Linked DNA regions of Bombyx mori: region 1 is linked to region 2. The links are chromatin contacts, called in public Hi-C maps. All regions are on one chromosome and are shown on one strand. Each heading gives the region's core, a stretch centred on a gene start, on an enhancer-like site or on the middle of the called end of the contact. The rest is flanking DNA. Distances are from core to core; before and after follow the strand shown.

The links. Hi-C and Micro-C count contacts between places; a contact is called where the count stands out from the background.
Region 1: a contact with region 2 is called in a Hi-C map of whole pupa, with 1.9 times the contacts expected there. The contact joins the promoter of LOC101738597 here to the enhancer-like site in region 2. A contact is called at or near these places in 3 of 7 Hi-C or Micro-C datasets (an unstated tissue and whole pupa).

What each region holds. Positions count from the first base shown.
Region 1 is chr26:7,126,665-7,132,721 of ASM3026992v2, reverse strand. It overlaps LOC101738597 (mitoferrin), which reads left to right and starts at 2,391. Exons shown (of 8, transcript XM_004922024.5): 1 at 2,391-2,729. The coding sequence starts at 2,613. It overlaps LOC134201485 (a long non-coding RNA gene), which reads right to left and starts at 1,850. Exons shown (of 4, transcript XR_009976817.1): 1 at 1,640-1,850.
Region 2 is chr26:7,071,583-7,076,886 of ASM3026992v2, reverse strand. It overlaps LOC101738597 (mitoferrin), which reads left to right. Exons shown (of 8, transcript XM_004922024.5): 5 at 385-524; 6 at 1,375-1,533; 7 at 4,365-4,532; 8 at 5,096-5,304. The coding sequence ends at 5,245. Among protein-coding and RNA genes, the nearest start is that of CYP340A3, 25 kb to the right of the region's middle. Within about 2 kb of position 1,471, at least 3 of the 8 cell types and tissues checked have open chromatin away from gene starts, as enhancers often do.

The DNA.
Region 1 (6,057 bases), core at 1,142-3,641, 55 kb before region 2:
AGTACTTCGATAAGGTCGTGCGTCATGATAATTGCTACATCGTTGCCGCTGCTGACTACTCTCCGCCTCTGGTTCACACCGGAGCCCGTTACCCTAGTCACACATTCTTATGGATTCATTCGATACACTAACTCTATTACTAGACGCCTGCAGCTCTAGCACTAGGACTTAGGGATCCTGGTAATCGTACTCTTCGAACTTGCCTAAGAGTTCTCGACATGCAACCCAACCCATACATCAGTCTGCTGAGTTTCTCGCTGGATCTTTTCAGTGGGTTGCGGTTGGCATCCGGTAGTAAATGCATTCGGGAAGCTACCCTTGATAGGTCTCCTTTGGAAGCGCTTCGGAAGCTCTTAGCCAGTCCCACCCCTCTTAGCTAAGCCCGTGCTGGCCCACGTGTCCTGAAACTGTAAATGCCTCCGGGCCAACATTAATACCTACATCCAAAAGATAAAATTGTGTGATATAAGTGATGCTTATTCCAGAACGCATTATTAGTCGCGATTGAAATAGGCAGAGTGATGGTACCTACCCGTACGCGCTACAAAAAAGCCCTACTATTAGCAAGTTTGATTTTTATCCCTTGGTCGTGGAAACAATTCTTGGACATCCGTTAGTTACGTATATTTTTACAAATACTTTTTAAGCTGAAAGTTATTTTATGGCATCTCTTCCCATTTTATTTCATTAAATTTCGTCTCAGAATCATTTCAGATAAACCAATATTTCATTTCGCTCCATTTCAAGTTTCTAATATTATGTCGCTGCGAATTCACTGTGTTGTCTTTTTGGTAATGCTTTAAAAGGTATAGAGGAGCTACGTCCGATAACTAATTTTCACTTTCCTAGACTTGCCTGCCTTTCACAGATGCTGAATGGTTAATAAAACAACAGCAAATAATCGGAATACCTATGTTTAAATCTGAAGAAACAATAAATTAACAAAATGAAACTGTTCCTATAATTTTTTCTAGCTTTTCAGACAAATCTTAATTTCGTTTCATAAGTCACTAAGATTTTTTCAGTGGACTTTTTGGAGGATCCCGAGAAGATACGTTCAGCAGCTTTGTTTCATTTTCCCACATTTGTGCACTTTCACAGATACTGAACAATTAATAAACCACCGTTATTACACATTTAAACCTGAAGAAACACAAAATAGACAAAATAAAAAATCACACAACTTCACTCCTCGCGTTCCCGCCAAAAAGTCTGTTTCGTGTCTGTTAAAGTGCCGAAGTGTGCGAAACAAAGTCACTGGACATGGCTTCTCGGGCTCCTTGAAACAGTCCACTGAAGTTTCAGTAAATAGCCACCATTTTACTAAGCTTTTATTAACTCACTGAATTTGAACCCCTTTTTTTGATTTTCGGATATTTTTTTTTTTAATTTTTTGTTAATCGTTTGTTCGTTAATGTTCGAAGGTAAAAATGGTTTGTCCGTCTTTAATTTATTTATAATTAATTAAACAATGATCATCCTTAAATTGGCCTCCTTTACTTGATATCTTTATTTTTATCGCTCAGATTAATAAATTTTGATCAATTATCGTTTGTTCGACTATTGGTGATTGTTCGATTATAAAAACAATTAAATTCCCAATTATTAATAATTTTATATCCATTAAGCAAACCATCACCTTACGCCTACATTGCGCATGCGCCGGTTTTGTCAGTCATCTCCTATTGCATGGTAATGAATAGTATCATTTTAACACGAAAGTTGTACTCCTAAAATATTCTTAGAATAATTAGAAATCACTGAAATTTGTTTAGACTTGTTAATATTCAATATCATTTAAATAACTGAATATTTGACAATATTTGACAATAGCGATGCAAGAAGCCAATTGCCATTCTCAAAATATATTACCATACATTATCTATGGAGAATTTAGAAACAAATTCGTTTGTGTCCGTAGATTTTTTTACCTTCGACCCATTATCATATGATTAAAAACCGGCGATTTATATATGTTGAAGAAATTCAAAATTTGTTTAGTTACAGATTGGTTATTTATCTTATAGATATTCATTTTGCACTATTCAAGAATTTAAATAGTATTTTAATATTACAATAGTTTTTAGTTTACAATTAAAAAAAATATATTTACAATACAAAATACTTCAGAGACAAACCGAACAAAATATATTATGTGTTTAATCTATGAACAAAATCCAAGTGCTGCCACACAATTGAAGGTCTTGATGGAAAAGATCCCACAGACTTGATAAAAAAAATTAAATTATGAGAATCAATCATCAATAAGACCATCATGCCAATGAGTTTTGTTCGATTATTGGTTTTCGTCAATTTTTAAACGGTAGTAGTCCTTTGCTTAACTTTTCAGAATGTGTATGGCAACATTGATTTGTAGGGGGAGAAGGAAAATTAAAATTATTTAATTTATTCTGTGGAGCCGCTAAAGTCGCGAGTGCATGTGAAGTTCTGTTTGTGGAAAAAAAATTTGATAGGTCTAAATTTCGGATGTCTTGTTACGAAAATAGATAGCGAAAATGGTACTGATAGTGCGGTAAAATAGTAAAAACTTCATAGAAAGACTTGAGTCCCTGTTTTTATTTCGTGCCAAGTGTCAGTATTTAGTGAGGATTATGAACTTTGAGGACTATGAAACCCTTCCGACCCAAAACTTCGTCACGCACATGACTGCCGGGGCGATAGCGGGTGTTATGGAGCATTGCATAATGTACCCGCTGGACTCCGTTAAGGTAAGAGAGATTAAGTGCCCAGGTCTAGCAGGCTAGTCCTCATTCGTCAACCTAACCTAGTCTGACAGCCCCTCGTACTATTACGCCACCGTTTTATGATTTGTGGTTATGTAAAAGTTTTCCTACACCGAAACTATATCCAGATGACATGTGGTAATCACGATTTGACCTGCCAGCAGTATATAATTTAAGACTCTTTTCGTAAATATTCCCTTTTTAATAATTTAACATATAAGTTCTATCCAGTTGTTGCACTATTCAGTGAAATTGTCGGTTCCAAATAGGCCTTACTGATTAAATAAGAAATAGTCAATTTAATATAGAAATATCCTTGATAGTCTCAATTGGCTTGGAGTCTTAAATTAACTGAAATATTCTTGTATTTTTTTTATTAATATTAAGAAAAATATGTTAAATAATAATAAAAATAATAAAAACAATAAAAACATTTATCGCCTTTGACACAGATTTAAATTAATACATTTAGATAAATAAACTAATAAATAAACTTTATTAGCATCTGGATTATAATATCAAGATACACCTTTAAAAAAAATCAATCATTAAAATATATTTTTTATGTATGTCAAATAAGAACACTTTCTGGATGGCAATTAGTTGCCGCAAAATAATTTTGCATTGTTGTTTGAAAGGTGGGATGGTTGTTATACAATGTAATAAATATTTCAAGTTCATGGTTCAAGATGGGTGTCATTCATGTTCTGATGTCTATTGGCTCAAGCAACCAATCAAAATTGAGTAGCTTGTGAGTCCACTCACCGATGTAATAAAAAAAGATTATTAACAGCATAGCCACTTTTTTGTATTTGAAAATAATAATATAAATTTACACAAATTACAATACAAAAGTAAAGAGAATCAAGGTGTAAGGTGTGGTGTGAATTTCAGTAATGTTTTACCATTACCCTGGGCAGAGATCTAACATCCGGTAACAGATTGCAAAGAGAGTTGTTTGGTGGTTAAAGCCCTAAGAATATCTATGGGCCTGCGGTCTGCTTCCAACATCTGCAGACCATCAAATTCCACAAAGCCCGCATACCTCCTAGGATCAGTGAACAATATATGTTAAAAAAAATTAGGAAATGGAACAAATTTGTAATTTTTATAACCACCTTGTATTTTTGTCCAGGGGATTTTACTTGATGATGAAATTGCCATATATTTGCAACCATTTTTACACAGGACAGGTGAACAGAAGTAAGTAATATTGGCATGCCAATGCTTACTATATGTCTATTACTGGTAATCTTGATAAGAGTTGGAATGTGAGAGGAAAATTAATATGATGAGCTTTTTTACTTTTTAAATTACTAGTAAAGATTGGCAGATGATCTCATAGTCCATATGATGTTGTTGTTACTTGTGTTTTTTTTGTTACTGGAGCCAGACTCCAGACACAGAGGACTTCAATGTGAATTCGATTGCTCACTTTCAGACAAAATATTAAAAAAATTGGTTAAACAAATGTCACTTTAAACTGTAATGCATGCTATGATGGAGAAATAGCCATATCAGCATTTCCTATTCGTGATTGCAATGTACGCTATGCTAACGAGAATATGAATGGTCGTAAAGGAGATGATGAAACTTGAGGCGAATCAGTTCACAGTATTTTATTTTCAGGTCCATATATTGAGAATATTAATAATTGTTAGTATGATTAGTACATAGACACATATTTTGTTGCAAGGTGACATTTTATTGCAGATTAAGAAGTTTTTAGTAAATCTGCAATTTTTTATTCCATTTCATAGTTACTATTATTCTGAAGTCACATAATATAAATATTACAATATTATAAATTTTTTACTAGCACACCTTCCTGGCTTTCAAGGAATGGATTAGGATATGGTTCTGAAAGTATATCACAGTGAATATACACAATAATGACAAATTTCTAAAATTTATAGAAGCTTTAATATTAAATTTGATGCATATTATTCACCCGCTTAAATATTAAATTAAAAGAATACAGGATGTGTATCTATGTAAATAGTAATTTCTAAAGTAAAGCAGGGTGTGGAATGTTTACTGAGTTTAAAGATAGTGACTTCCACACTACATCAGTTCCTTTTATTTCCTACCCCCATAGGGGTGGATTAATAAAAAAATATTTCTTCTTAGTTACCTCCGACATAGGCGTAGCATAAACTGTCATAATATTTCATAGTTTCAGCCACTCAGGACCAGTAATATGTAAAAACTAGAAAACTTTTATTAGCGTAAAATGTATGTTAATTATTAATCTCTGCGTAAAGAGTGGACATATGAATTTCAAGCCTTGAATTGAAGTTGTTAATTATATATGACTGATCAATAACAATGAGATTGCAAAAGCTGTTCTAGATATGTTTGTGACATATCATGTAGTGATTTTAATGTTGTTTCTGCTGTGTAGTTAAGTAATCGGAGAGTTGATTGAAGTTACTTTTGGAGTATTGATTGCACAACACAGGCAGGAGCTTGGCTGTGCTGCTGGCATTCTTGATATCTATGAGCAATGCTACCTTATCACCAGATGGACTATGTGTTGGTCTGCACACAACAGCAGTAAAAAAAACAATTGACTGTAAAATTTTCTTATATATCAACAAATTAGTACAATTTGGGAAAACTTAGAGGTATGATATAGATAGGTAAGAATTGGGGTCTGATTCTGACCTCTAAATATTAATTAATTAAATATTCCGCATTAAGAAACCATATCGAAATTGTAGCAAAAACAATACATATTTTCTTTTACAATGTGTTTTCTTATAGGTCACGCATAAGAATTTATTGAATAAGAAATTAATTTTGGCATGAACGAAGTGTAAAAAATACTCATATTCATATTGTTAAAGAAAGTGTTGTTTTTTTTAAAAAAAATATGTTTTTTTTTTAATTGCTTAGATGGTTGGACGAGCTCACAGCCCACCTGGTGTTAAGTGGTTACTGGAGCCCATAGACATCCACAACGTAAATGCGCCACCCACCTTGAAATACAAGTCTCAAATATAGTTACAACGGCTGCCCCACCCTTCAAACCGAAACGCATTACTGCTTCACGGCAGAAATAGGCAGGGTGGTGGTACCCACCCGCGCGGACTCACAAGAGGTCCTACCACCAGTAAGTAATTACGAAAATTATAATTTTGCGGATTTGATTTTTATTACACGATGTTATTCCTTCACCAGCTATTCTTTTGCTATATGTATTATTATTCACATTTTTCATAACCTATTGTATTAATTAAATGCCTGTACTGTTATAACGAACATCAAACATTTTTTTTTAAATTCTCGTAAATTAAAATATTTCATTTCG
Region 2 (5,304 bases), core at 222-2,721:
CACTGCGTTCATCCACAGTGCGTTTCCAGAGATCTTTTTTGCCACGTACCATCCGGCTATGGAATGAGCTCCCCTCCACGGTGTTTTCCGAGCGCTATGACATGTCTTTCTTCAAACGAGGCTTGTGGAGAGTACTTAACGTTAGGCAGCGGCTTGGCTCTGTCCCTGGCATTGCTGAAGTCCATGGGCGACGGTAACCACTCACCATTAGGTGGGCCGTATACTCGTCTGCCTACAAGGGCAATAAAAAAAGAAGTTAGAAGATAGATCTCCAACAATAAATATACAATAAAAGATAAACGTTTTGTATTGGTTTAAAAGCAAATAACTAGAATGTGGTTTCGTATCATTCATTATGTCATCATTATGTTTTTCTTTTTGCAGTTGTAAAGCAGAGGTTGCAAATGTTGAACTCTCCGTATAGGGGTGTTTGGGAGTGCGCGCGGCACGTCTACAGAGCGGAGGGATTGCGCGCCTTCTATCGCTCATACGGAACCCAGATAGCCATGAACGTACCATTCCAGGTAATAGATTAATTTAATTTCAATTTGAGTGGCTCGATGGAGCAGTTTTTTTTCCTACCTTTGCTGATAGCCTTGAGAGGCTACCTCAAAAAAGAGTAAACAAACATATTCATCAAACCAATGTTTACCCGATGTCGAAATCGAACCCACGACCCTCGGTGCAATAGTCAAGAGCGCTAACTACCGTACCATAATACGTCGTTTCAGATCGTCGGGATAAATAGCGGCGTTTATTGTCGGAGTCGGAGGCCTCACTTTCGGGTCATAGTTGTTATTTTTAACCCACAGACACAGCCCACTGAGTTTCTCGCCGGATCTTCTCAGTGGGCCGCGCGTCCGATTAGGTGGTAGATTCTGCGAAGCACTGCTCTTGCTAGGGTTTAATGTTCGCAACGTCATCAGGTTTGAGTCCTGTGAGCTCACCTTCTAATTCGGCGAATCTGGAATGAACCCCCGAGGCTACTAAAATAGGTAGGGAAAAAAAAAACAAATGAATACCAGCGGCAACATCATGATTTGTCATTCGTGAACACCTGACTGATTAAGTAAGTTAAATAGCTAAACCAAACAGTATTTCTTTTTTTTATTGCTTAGATGGGTGGACGAGCTCACAGCCCACCTGGTGTTAAGTGGTAACTGGAGCCCATAGACATTTACAACGTACGAGATATAAGTTCTAAGGTCTCAGTATAGTTACAACGGCTGCCCCACCCTTCAAACCGAAACGCTTTGCTGCTTCACGGCAGAAATAGGCGGGGCGGTGGTACCTACCCGTGCGGACTCACATGAGGTCCTACCACCAGTAAAGTAAGATTAATGGTGTATATAAGTTGTTTGCATTGTTTTTTAGGCGTTACATTTTGTCACGTACGAATGGTGTCAGAGCGTACTGAACCCGGCTCGCAAGTACGACCCGCGCGCGCACGCGCTCAGCGGCGCGGCCGCCGGCGCGCTCGCTGCGGCCGCGACCACTCCGCTTGATGTATGCAAAACTGTGCTCAATACACAGGTGAGTTGAGGTTGATTTTGCTTGCTGTAACATAATCTGTCGTAGATTCTTTCACGATTCCGATCCGGTAGTAGATTCATTCGCGAAGCAATTGCTCTTGACTTGTTAGGTCTCCTTCGGAGGCGATCAGGCGGTTGTTAGCAAATCACACCCCTCTTGCCTGAGCCCTTGCTCGCCCAACTGGTCCTGGTGAAACTGGAAAGGCCTCCGGGCTACCAGTAATCTTTCAATCATAAAAAAAAGATTCTTTCTTTACCTACATTTTGTACAGGGTGTTGTACGCCTTCGAAGTCGAAATGTGCAAGACTGTCGATCGAGACTCATGGTAGTTGTCTCACTAATTAATAATGTTAAATTTACTTAAATTAAGATTCGTTAAATAGTTTCAAAATTTCGAATATAAATACAAATATCATGTCTATATTTACTAAGCGTAATATATTAACCATAGCTTAATATCAAGTGGAAGATACAATCTATGTATACGCAAAAAATGCTACTAACTTATGAGAGCTTCGCTATTATCGGATGTATCTACATGTTGGATGTAACGCCATCTGTTATCGAATAGCGGAAACGGATATCAAAACAACTAGTACTATCGGGGAAGTTCCAGAATTATCGACATAATTACTTCAGTGCGCATCACGTAGGGCATCGGTGACCTATATGGCGGTCAAAGGGTTAAAAGTGTCGCAACTGTGCAATTTGTATGATAAATGAAAATATTCAATAATAGTAACAATATTTGATAAAGATAGAATCAGTGTTTGATAGGTTAAACTTCTTCGTTGCTAAATTTTAAGTGTGCTAGCAATTTTTTTTTATTGCTTAGATGGGTGGACGAGCTTACAACCCACCTGGTGTTAAGTGGTTACTGGAGCCCATAGACATCTACAACGTAAATGCCGCGCCACCCACCTTGAGATATGAGTTCTAAAGTCTCAGTATAGTAACAACGGCTGCCCCACCCTTCAAATCGAAACGCATTACTGCTTCACGGCAGAAATAGGCAGGGTGGTGGTACCTACCCGTGCGGACTCACAAGAGGTCCTACCACCAGTAATACTAATAAGTAATAATACTAATAAATATCGTATAAGTTATTATGTTGCTCTTAAATAAGTTAGAGGAAATATGAAAGTGGCACCCGTGACAGAGAAGTTGAGAAGTGCGCGTTTGGGATGATATGGACATGTGATGAGACGAGATGAAAATGAGGTTCGTAAGAGAGTGTTAAGTATGAATGTGGAAGGCTATAGAGGAAGAGGTAGATCTAAGAAGAAATGTATGGATTGCGTGAAAGACGATATGGGTAAGAGGGGAGTGAGCGAAGAAATGGTATATTATGATAGAAGAGTAGGGAAGGAGAAAACATGTTGCGCCGACCCCAGCTGACTGGGAGAAGGGCAGGAGAATGATGATCGTATAAGATACTAGCTGTACCCGTTCGCTTCGCTGGGCATTTAAAATTAACATTATTATTTCTCACCCCCACAAAGATTCTCATCATTAACGCCCCCGCAACTGGTGTAGGGAGTCCAACACTCATAATAAATATTAGACTATCCATTAAGTACATGTATTTTCTACATGGATACCAAGTTTCAAGTCAATCGGATTCGTGGTTCAGTAGTTATAACGGAAAATCCGTAAAAACCACTACAGATTTATATATCTAATATATAAAATTCTCGTGTCACAGTTTTCGTTGCCATACTCCTCCGAAACGGCTTGACCGATTTTGATGAAATTTTTTGTGCTTATCCGGTATCTATGAGAATTGGCCAACATTTATTTTTCATCCCCCTAAATGTTAGGGGTAGTCCACCCCTACATTTATTTTTTTATTTTTTAGACAAAATTTTTAATTTCTATTTTTTTATGATACAACATACAAAAATACATACAGCCCTAAATTTTCACCCCTCTACGATCAACCCTTATTTTTTATTTGCTAATTAAAAACTTTAAAATTTTTTGCGAGAATTTTGTTTTTATGTTGTCATGACGTAGAATAAAAGAATTCATATTACTCTGAAATTTTCACCCCTCTACAATCAACCCCTATTTTTTATTTGATAATTATAAACTTTAATTTTTTTGGCAAGTTTTTTATTTTGTTTTGTCATGACTTAAAATAAAAAAAATCATATTACTCTCAATTTTCACTCTTATACGATCAACCCCTATTTTTCCATCCCGATTTTTTTTTTTAATTCTATGCACACATCCGCAATAAGATTGCAAGATGGCAATCAAATATTATAATTGTAGTACGATAAATTCTTATTTAGAGTTTATAATTTCAAGTTCCTTTAATTATGATTTTTTTTAAATTGAATTTGATCTCCCGCCCTCGCCGATCGACTACTGATCAACTATCAATCGATCAGCTATCCCCGCCAGGTGTCACCACTCATCCAGCAAACATCGCGTAGTAGGGATGAGGACGAAGCCGGTCTCCTGTCTTACTTACTCACTATACATCATAGATTATACACTTAATATATTTGAGAGCTATACAATACTATACATTTTTCAGCTATGTTTTTTTTGTTTTATTTGTGTATCAATAGTATGTTCAGTAAGTCTGAGAATCGGCTACTATCTATTTTTCATACCCCTAAGTGAAAAGGGTTGTCCACCCCAAACATTTATTTTTTATTTTTATTTTTTGGATATATTTTTTTTGTTTATAATGAGGTATTATTATGTGGTTAAATGAGGTTTTTTTTTCTACAGTAGAATTTCCCTAGAAATCTTATTTAAGGCAACACGACGTTTGCCGGGTCAGCTAGTATTAGTATAGATTCGTTTTCTTCGCACAGGAATCGGCAGCGAGAGCGGACGGCTTGCTAGAAGCGGCTTCTCAAGTGATGCGAGCCACCGGGCCCCTGGGCTTCTTCAAGGGCGTCCAGGCTCGCGTCCTGTACCAAATGCCGGCCGCCGCCATCTGCTGGCTCACGTACGAAACCTTCAAACACATGCTCGGCAATGTAAGTACGCTCGAGCTGTATAGCAGCACCTCTTAGTGTTTCGATCTATTTGTAACCTTTTTGCTAGCGGTTTGCTGGCGTTAAGTGGTTACCGGAGTCGACATAAAGACGCAAGAATCTCTGCCCACGTTACAAACGTATGTTGAAAAGTCGGATTATATTCTACTAGCGACCCGCCCTCGCTTTGCTTCGGAAAATGTAATTTATTATTGATTTCTCCACTATTTAATGGATGTTATTATATATATAAACGTTCCTCTTTAATCACTCTATTTATTAAAAAAAATCTCATCAAAATCCGTTGCGTAGTTTTAAAGATTTAAGCATACATAGGGGCAGACAGATATAGGGACAGAGAAAGCGACTTTGTTTTATACTATGTAGTGATAACGGCTGCCCCAACCCTCAAACTGGAAAGTACGACTGTTTCGATTGGCACCAATAAAAGTTGGTCTGATCTATACTTCTATTCCCATCCACGTGCCGCATAAGTAATTTGGAATAAAACAATAATGTCATGTTAATTATAATCTAACAAGTCCAATTTAAATGCTATATTGCAGACGAAAGAAGACGAGAGCACGAACAGCGGAGCCGGGGGCCCGCCTCCCCCCTCCCTGTCCTCCTCCCCTTCCCCGCCCCTCGCGGCCGCGCTGCGACTGGCGGCCGCCTCCACGGAGGTGCCAGCCACCAACACCCTCACGAGGACGTAAGACTCCTTACAACAAACACGTAAATACAATTCGTCGTCACGGTACAGCATCGAAAAAGT